Linked DNA regions of Mus musculus: region 1 is linked to region 2. The links are chromatin contacts, called in public Hi-C maps. All regions are on one chromosome and are shown on one strand. The core of a region is the stretch at or near the end of the contact, and the rest is flanking DNA. Distances in the headings are between cores, read along the strand shown. Region 1 overlaps Ptpn13 (protein tyrosine phosphatase, non-receptor type 13). Region 2 has its middle 3.3 kb from the start of Gm30443.

Evidence for each region. Hi-C and Micro-C count contacts between places; a contact is called where the count stands out from the background.
Region 1: a contact with region 2 is called in a Hi-C map of uterus, with 3 times the contacts expected there. The contact joins two enhancer-like sites. A contact is called at or near these places in 1 of 15 datasets of contacts at CTCF or cohesin (CD8 T cells), 57 of 484 Hi-C or Micro-C datasets (3T3-L1-derived adipocytes, B cells, the C2C12 cell line and 36 more) and 8 of 115 datasets of contacts at active chromatin or transcription factors (CD8 T cells, astrocytes, bone marrow-derived dendritic cells and 5 more).

The regions. Positions count from the first base shown.
Region 1 is chr5:103,450,644-103,454,778 of GRCm38.p6, reverse strand. All of the region lies in intron 1 of Ptpn13 (protein tyrosine phosphatase, non-receptor type 13), which reads right to left. Among named protein-coding and RNA genes, the nearest start is that of Ptpn13, 28 kb to the right of the region's middle. Within about 2 kb of position 1,393, at least 2 of the 459 cell types and tissues checked have an H3K27ac peak or open chromatin away from gene starts, as enhancers often do. A contact at or near this core is called in uterus, where this site is marked.
Region 2 is chr5:103,354,624-103,358,643 of GRCm38.p6, reverse strand. No RefSeq gene overlaps it. Among named protein-coding and RNA genes, the nearest start is that of Gm30443, 3.3 kb to the left of the region's middle. Within about 2 kb of position 2,548, at least 55 of the 459 cell types and tissues checked have an H3K27ac peak or open chromatin away from gene starts, as enhancers often do. A contact at or near this core is called in uterus, where this site is marked.

The DNA.
Region 1 (4,135 bases), core at 144-2,643, 97 kb before region 2:
AGCAGCTCCTGAACAGCAAGGGAGACCACAACAGTGAGTGCAGACACCATGGCAAAATGAGAGGAAAGGTTTGCCAACACTGATGAGAAAAGACTGGGGGCTGGAGAGGTGGCTCAGCAGTAGACAATATATGTTGCTCTTGCAAAGGACCCACATGGTAGCTCACAATGACCTGCAATCCCAGTATCAGTGTATTCAACAGGCACACACGTGGTACACATACATGCATGCAGGCAGGCACAATATTCATACACATTTCAAAAAGTAAAATAAGCAAAAAAAAAAAAGTTTAAAAAAAAAAGGTTAGTATCTAGATCCTATTTAAAACAAACAAACAAATGAAAACCTAAACATCAAACACATCAGGAATCAGGCTACCAACAAAAGGGAAAAAAAGAAACAAAAATTTCTCACAGGAAAACCAGCAAGATGGGTATGGGGGCTTGCTGTCAAGGCTGACAATCTGAGTTTGATCCCCAGAACCTCAGAGTAAGGAACCTTGAGGGTTGTCCTCTGACCTTCGTATGCAAGGTGCTGAACCATGTATATGGCTACATACATGTACACGTGCACATACACTAAATAATGTCAACATACTACAAATGAGAGTAATACAATGCAAAACTACACTGAGGTTCCATCTCATCTATCAAGAATGAATGGGAAAGAAAATGTAAGTTTCACAAATATTTTCTACTCATAAAAAAACAAAACTGGGGCTGGACAGATAGCTCAGTGGCTAAGAGCACTGGCTGCTCTTCCAGAGGACCTGGGTTCAATATTTAGTGCCCACAAGGGCTCACAACTCTGAGTCTCTAGTTCCAGAGGGTCTGACACCCTCTTCAGGCTGCTCCAGGCACTGCATGCTCATGGTGCACTGATACTGTGCAGGCCAGACATTCATACACATATAAGAAAAATAATTTCAATTTGTTTAAAAAACAACAGTATGTTGTTTTCAAGAAAAAAGAACTAGAGGCCATCATGTTAAGGAAATAAACCAGACTCTCAAAAAACAAAAACAAAACAAAGAAAGAACAAGGATCTCGTGTTTTATTGTGGAAGCTCAATAATGAAAGTAGAAGAGGCAGCTTGGGCAGAGAAGGTGATGAGGAGGGAACAGATGAATCCCGTCAGCAGCAATTCACACACACGAGGATGCCCTCACAAAACCCGCCGTCCCGTACAATTAAACGCCTGCTTGATAAAAGAATGAGAAAGGAAAGGGAACTGTAAGCAGCCTTCTTCCCAGACAAGACGGCACGACTAGAGACACTCTCTGGGCTGTCTGCGCTTCAGTAGTAACAGTTTCTCGGATTATAAACTGAGCACAAGCCTGTCAGAGTTCGGGGCAGCATGCCATAATCCACCCCAGCAACAATTCTGAAGGAAACGCTGTGCACACCCAGCGGGGCAGATAATTCCTCCCTATCAATCAGCTTAGTCAGGCCTTACTACCAGTAAATAAATAAGTGTTTTAAACGGGGCTCGAGCGAATCACTAGCTGCTCTTACTTCTTCTTCTTCTTTTTTTTAAAAAGATTTATTTTATTTATATGAGTACACTGTAGCTGTCTTCAGACACACCTGAAGAGGGCATCAAGATTCCATTTCAGATGGTTGGGAGCCACCATGTGGTTGCTGGCAATTGAACTCAGGACCTCTGGAAGAACAGTCAGCAATCTTAACCACTGAGCCATCTCTCCAGCCCCCAGATGCTCTTACTTCTAACAATGATCAGGAACACATATTTGGTAAGGCGGCATGCTGCCATGACAGGAAATTCTATTGTATTTAAAGATACAAAACAATGAAGAGGCCAGAACTGAAACCAATGAATGTTTATATAGCAAAGCAGATGATACTCAGTGGTTGTTTTTGAGACAGAAAATACAACTTTTAACTAAGCACCCGATTCCCTACACTGAACACAAGAGTTTTTGATCCCAGAATTGTTACCACCATTACTTTCCCACGAGGGACTTTTTTCTCCCACAACCTTCCAGCCATGCAACCCAGCCTTCTTGCTCGGTGCCCAGAATTCAGTAAGAGAGAAATTAGATGGACACATCCAGTGAGAGTATCAATACAACACAACAGGTTGGTTATATGTGTTCTGGAGAAATAGAAAAGTTTCACAAGAAACGCCCAATTCTTTAAGAGACAAGAAAAGAACCTTTCCCCAGGATCGACTAGCTGTAATTACCCAGGATCGATTAGCTATAAACACTGGGTACTCAGAAAGAACCAGAGCTGAAGCTTACAATGGTGACCGTTATCCTTACTTGGCATTTATTTCCAAGATCACCTCTATTGCCGTGATTTTATCTGGGATCACCTGGGGTATTTGAAGGTTCTAGATTGTGAAAATAAACTTAACCATCAGAATTTGATGAATGAGCATGAAGAAATGTGGCCCAGTAAAGTGAACTTCCCAGTAATCACATCATAGTCTATGCAACACAAGAGACAGAGCCTATGTGAAGGAAGTAGCCCAAGAAACACCTCTGTTCACACCAACAAAGGACTTTATACCTAGATGTATGAAAGGTTGGGTCAAGTATTAACTTGCAGTTTGAGGAACCATGCAAAAGCAAAAGGGTGTCCATACAAGGATCTCTCCATATTATGATTCAAACATTTCACTGAAGACCAAGCTTGAAGGAGGTGAGGCCTGACGCCCATAATTGTTCCATACACACGCCATTCTCCAACAATGTGTCTCCACACATGAATGCATTCGTACATCATATACACACATACACACACATTAAAAAGAAGAAGAAAGAAGTGACTTTTTGGTTAGTCGTAGTTTTGTTAGTTGGCTTATCCAGGATCATGTACAGAATTACTGACATTGGTTTTTAAAAATATATACTGGTGTTACTATTATAAACTCGTAAGATAAACATCACCAAGCTTTAGGTATCTTTACTCATATGTGTGTGTTTGTGGGGTGGGGGGTGGGAAGAGACAAGGAGGGGGAGGGAGGGAGAGAGACAGAGACAGGGAGACAGAGAAAACCAACTACTCAAAAGGCTCATGTGGAATTTTTTCTACTACTGCTATGAACAGGGAAAGGAAGTAGTTATAGTTCCTCTGCCCTGTTATAAGAACTTAATATGTTGGTTGGTTTGTTTCTCTAATGCCAAATTGTAATCAAGGTCTCAATCAAATGCTTTATCTTATAATAGTTGTCTTGGTCATGGCATCTCTTGATAAAACGCCATCAAAGTCCAACTTGATGAACTATGGGAGATTTCTTTGAGAAGGGGACATTATTTACAGGAATATGGGTGAAAGGTTACTCACATTGGTAGAAATTACTCAAAGACAACTGAATCACCACAGCATGGGTGACAACTCACAAAGCTGGGAGCCTAGAACTGTACAGCCTGCAGGCAGCTCAACAAGTTGGAGAGTGAGTGTCCTTTCCAGGTGCCTTAGTTGGTCTACACCTCTTCCAGACAGCTCAGCTGGTTTCTGCTTCTCCCAGGCAGTGGTCTAGTCTCAGAGTTTTTGCATCCTGGCTTGTCTGAGAGAAACTTTCAGCATTTACTGCTTGCTCTGGCGGGGAGGGATATGATGAATCTGCTCAGTTTCAGGGACTTCCTGTAGCTATTTTGAGTTGTTTACCTTTCTGCTTAAGGAGCTTCCCTGGAGAAGACTATTATGCAACAGACTGAAAAGTAGCAGAGGAAAGGGGAAAATCTAAATGTGAATTCTTATCACCACACTACATTTTTCTAACATGTATGATTATCACCTTTGGCTTAAACTACAGTTTTTCTTAAGAGTGATACTAATGATAAGAGATCATTTCTTACTAAATTCTAGACAAGCTTGCCAACAATAAGCAAGCTACTCTCTTAATTCCCTCCTGGTTCTTCTGATTGGGTAATAGAGGAACTCCCAGTTTGTGGTTGCTGTTGCTAATCTCCTCTTTGAACAAATACAGACATGTCTTAGGTCAGAGTGTTGTTGCACAGGCAGGCTTTCTTCCCGTAACTCACATCTAACTATAGAACTGTACTTCATGGATCACAGTGGTAGTGACTTTATATTTACCATCTACTTACAGAACATTTTACTTCTTTTCCATTCAGAGTAATAATTAATATCTATGATATCCATTT
Region 2 (4,020 bases), core at 1,299-3,798:
GGGGGGCAGAAGAAGAGAGAGACAGGGCCTGTGAAGCTGCAGTTACTGGCTGCTGGGAGTCTGTGCGTGACCCAAAGTGGGTGCTGCAAACGTTACTCAGGTCTGCTGCAAGAACCAGATGGCTCTTAACAGAGCCGCTCCTCTTCCTTCCTTCCTTCCTTCCTTCCTTCCTTCCTTCCTTCCTTTCTTTCTTTCTTTCTTTCTTTCTTTCTTTCTTTCTTTCTTTCTTTCTTGTTTTTTGTTTTGTTTTTTGAGACAGAGTTTCTCTGTGTAGCCCTGGCTGTCCTGGAATTCACTCTGTAGACCAGGCTGGCCTCAAACTCAGAAATCCACCTGCCTCTGCCTCCCAAGTGCTAGGATTAAAGGCGTGCACCACCACTGCCTGACCTGTCTTCACCTTTTGAAAGAAAGCTTTGCCTTCACATCCTGATGCACAGGGGTTGGGGGGTGTAGCTCACGGCAGAGTGAGTGCCCGTTATCACGTGTCACGCCCTGATTTGATCCCTGGGGTTATTTTCAGATTACATCTTATGGTTTTACTTATTCCTTACATTTGGCTTTTTTTTGAATGAATTTGCTTGTATGTTGAAGGCCCAGGCACCTGTTTGGAGACGAGTCTTCATCCCTAAGTTGTCTGTGGTTCTATGACATCATGCTCCATTCTCTTCCTCACCTGTGACCTTCTGTGTGGTTCAACTTTAAGGTGGAGAACCTGACTCATTTTAGTGACTGCTTCTGGGGACTGGGATATGGGATATAGATTTTTTTTTTAAAGTTTTCCAAGGCCTCAGGCCAAATTCCAGTCTGAGTTCACACACCTGCGGACTTCTTCCATAGTTACTCAATACTTTCTGTGTGTCTTCATGTCAGAGGTCACTTCGGGCCTGTGAGCTTTCCCAGGACACTATGCAGCCGCAGTCAGACGGCCTTTGAATGCAGCTGACAGATAAGATCTCTGTTGATTGATTAGGCCAAGGATTATAGAATCAATGCAGTAATGGCTGGAACACTAAAAGGACTTAAAAATAAAAACCTAATCAAATGTACAAAGGGACAGAATTTAAGCGGGAGCAATGTATCACCCAGCAATGGGTTTGGAGAGATGAGGTGTTACCGGGAAAATGCCAACAAACAGGGACTCCCTACCATTAACTGGCTACTATAGTACGGTGGTAGTGGTGGTGGTGGTGGGGCTGTACTGGAGAACTGAGCAGAAAGGAAATCACCAGGGGATTAGTGAGGCCTTTGGAGGAACGGATAGTCAGCTGGGCAACACTTGCAACAGGGTATGGGACGAAGTACAAGTGGAATGCAAAGAAGTTTCTATGAGGTTGTGAACCTACATTGCCGAGTCTCCAGAAACCTGGACAGAAGTCAGGCTTGCTTAGGAGTGGGAGCAGATAGGGAAGTGCACATTAGAAACTTTTGAATTCACCAGTGGAAATAGATGATGAGGCCTCACTCACAAAGGTAAATGAACAAAACTCGTGCGTGCCTGTGTGTGTGTGTGAAAGAAAGGAGAGAGATAGATGGATATATATATACACATATGTGTGTGTGTGTGTATATATATATGATAGGTGGATGGATGGATGGATGGGTAGGTAGAGAGATAGGTAGATGGATAGATAGATGATAGATGGATTGGATAGGCTGCCACAAAGTAGGGTGAGTGGAATTCCCCATCCATGAGGATACGTGGGACTTTAGCAGACGTGTTCTCATATAGAGCTCAAAAGATGCACAAGAATTATTTTTAAAAGTTCCTTTCTGCTCTTCTTATAATGGGATTTTTATTATATGTGGGAAAGAGTGAAGTAGGAAGATGTGGTTTGAACATGCTTGGCCTACAGGGCGTGGTTCTATTAGGGGGTGTGGCCTCGTTGGAGGAAGTGTGTCACTGTGAGGCGGGGCTTCGGAGGTCTCCTATGCTCTGGCTCCTGCATATGTAAGAGAGCTCTCTCCTTGTTGCCGGAGGATGCCAGCCTCTCTGGGTTGCTTTTGAATCAAGATGCAGAACTCTCAGCTACTTCTCTAGCACCATGTCTGCCTGGATGCTGCCATGCTCCCTACCACGATGATAATGGACTAAACCTTTGAACCTGTAAGCCAGTCCCAATTAAATGTTTGCCTAATTTATAAGAGTTGACTTGATCATGATGTCTCCTCACAGCAGTGGAAATATTAAACAGGAGACTTGCCTAAAATCAGTGTAAAGTAGGGCATGTGGTAAGAAGTCCTTAAAGGAAGAAAACAAACGGACAAACAAATCAACAAACCGACAACCCCTCCCCCCCTCCCCCCAGGCTCCAGGTTACTTCTGCCTGCCGTCAACAACTGAACTTTGACCATCTGAGGACAAAATATGAATGGAAGGGTTTAAGTCGGGAAGGAGAAGAATGAAGTAAAGAAAGAAAACTACAGCTTTCAAAAGTCTCCATGAAACAAAAGTTTTTTTGTTTTTGTTTTTGTTTTTAATCCAAACTAAGCAAAACCCGTTCCCGTGTTTAGAGCGCCATCTCCTGGTCATGAGGTCGAATGGCCCTGAAGGGAAAGAACAGAGGACCTGGGCTGGATATTCATCTGCAGTCACAAAGTTTTCCTCTCTAGCTGCTGTGACAGATTACTGATAGAAGAATCTCAAGGGAGGACAGACTTAGTTCTGGATCCAAGGAGTATAATTTCATGGCCGGGGAGGCATGGCCGCTGGGATGATTCTGTTGCTATGGGAGCTTGCTTCTCACAGCCAGCCAATACACCCACAGCCTCCTCCACAGGACTCTTAGCTGGGGACCGAGAATTCAAATGCAAAAGTCGATCTATGGACGATGCTTCACACTCAGATAACGAGAGACCGTCAATCAGTTTGTGCGCCCATAGCCCCCTTCACCACCCAACTACCTTTCTAGAGATTCCTTCCCTCATGTCCTCGTGACAATTCTCCACGCTCCAAAGGCAGCGCCTCAATTTAGAATTCCAGCTCAGAATTCCTTGGAACTGAACGTTTCTCCTGGAATTTGTTAACTCTAGCTTTTGTTTGCTCACGAGTGCCAGCCTTTGTGTGTGTGTGTTGCTTAGGATACCCCTGATGCATATCGGGTGCCTCTGCCTTCTCCCACTTCCTGTCGTGTCTCCATCTCTTCCTCCTTCCTTCTCCTTGTTTTGGGGGTTTTATGGTTGATCCAGGGTTGTGCCCATGTCTGGGAAGTGCCAGTGAGCACTCTTTGTCCTGTTTTTTTGGGAAGGAGTGGTATATCGGCTCCTCCAGGACAAGAATCGTGTCTCTGCTCTGTTCATCCCTCACGTGAGAGGGAGAGCTCAGAGTGCCCAGTGGAACAGACGATAGAATAGACATACTTAAAGAAATGAAAAGAATGAATTGAATGAGCAATTGTTGACTACTTAGTAAATAGACTTTTAAGACTGGAAGAATTCCAAAGACTAGTATATTTGGATAGCTCAGTAGGCTTGTGAATTCACCAATAAGTTCATAGGAAGAGCCTCAGGATATTCCATCGTCTCTTCTCTACCTAGTTTAATTCTGTGCCTTGTGATATGATGGGAAGATACCTGTAAGGCATCCGGGACTCTCACATCCTAGGCAAGAACGTGTAGTTAGGATGATGAAACTATCAAGAGAACATTAAAGCTAAATGTTCCAAAGACTGGAACATTTGAACACTTCTTGTTACATTGTTGAGGGGCCATAAAGTATGGAAGACACTTGGTTATGCAGAGAACAAAAAAATGTGATGGGTGGTGTCTAGGAGAGGGCAGTGGTCAGAGCGCGTTTGTTAGTATGAAAGAGCAGCCTAGGAATAAGGCTTAGCTGTCGGTCCGAGTTGGTGTCTTACCTAGGGGACTGAAGCAGAGAAGTCACAAGTGTTGAGAGTAGCCTGGGCTGCAGAGCCAGATTTTGTCTTTATAAAGAATGCTGCATTTGCTATCCGTGGGGGATACACAGTGGATTATCTTCGCTGCTGGAGAGGGCTCGCTCTCTTAGGAGCACTGGGAGGCAGT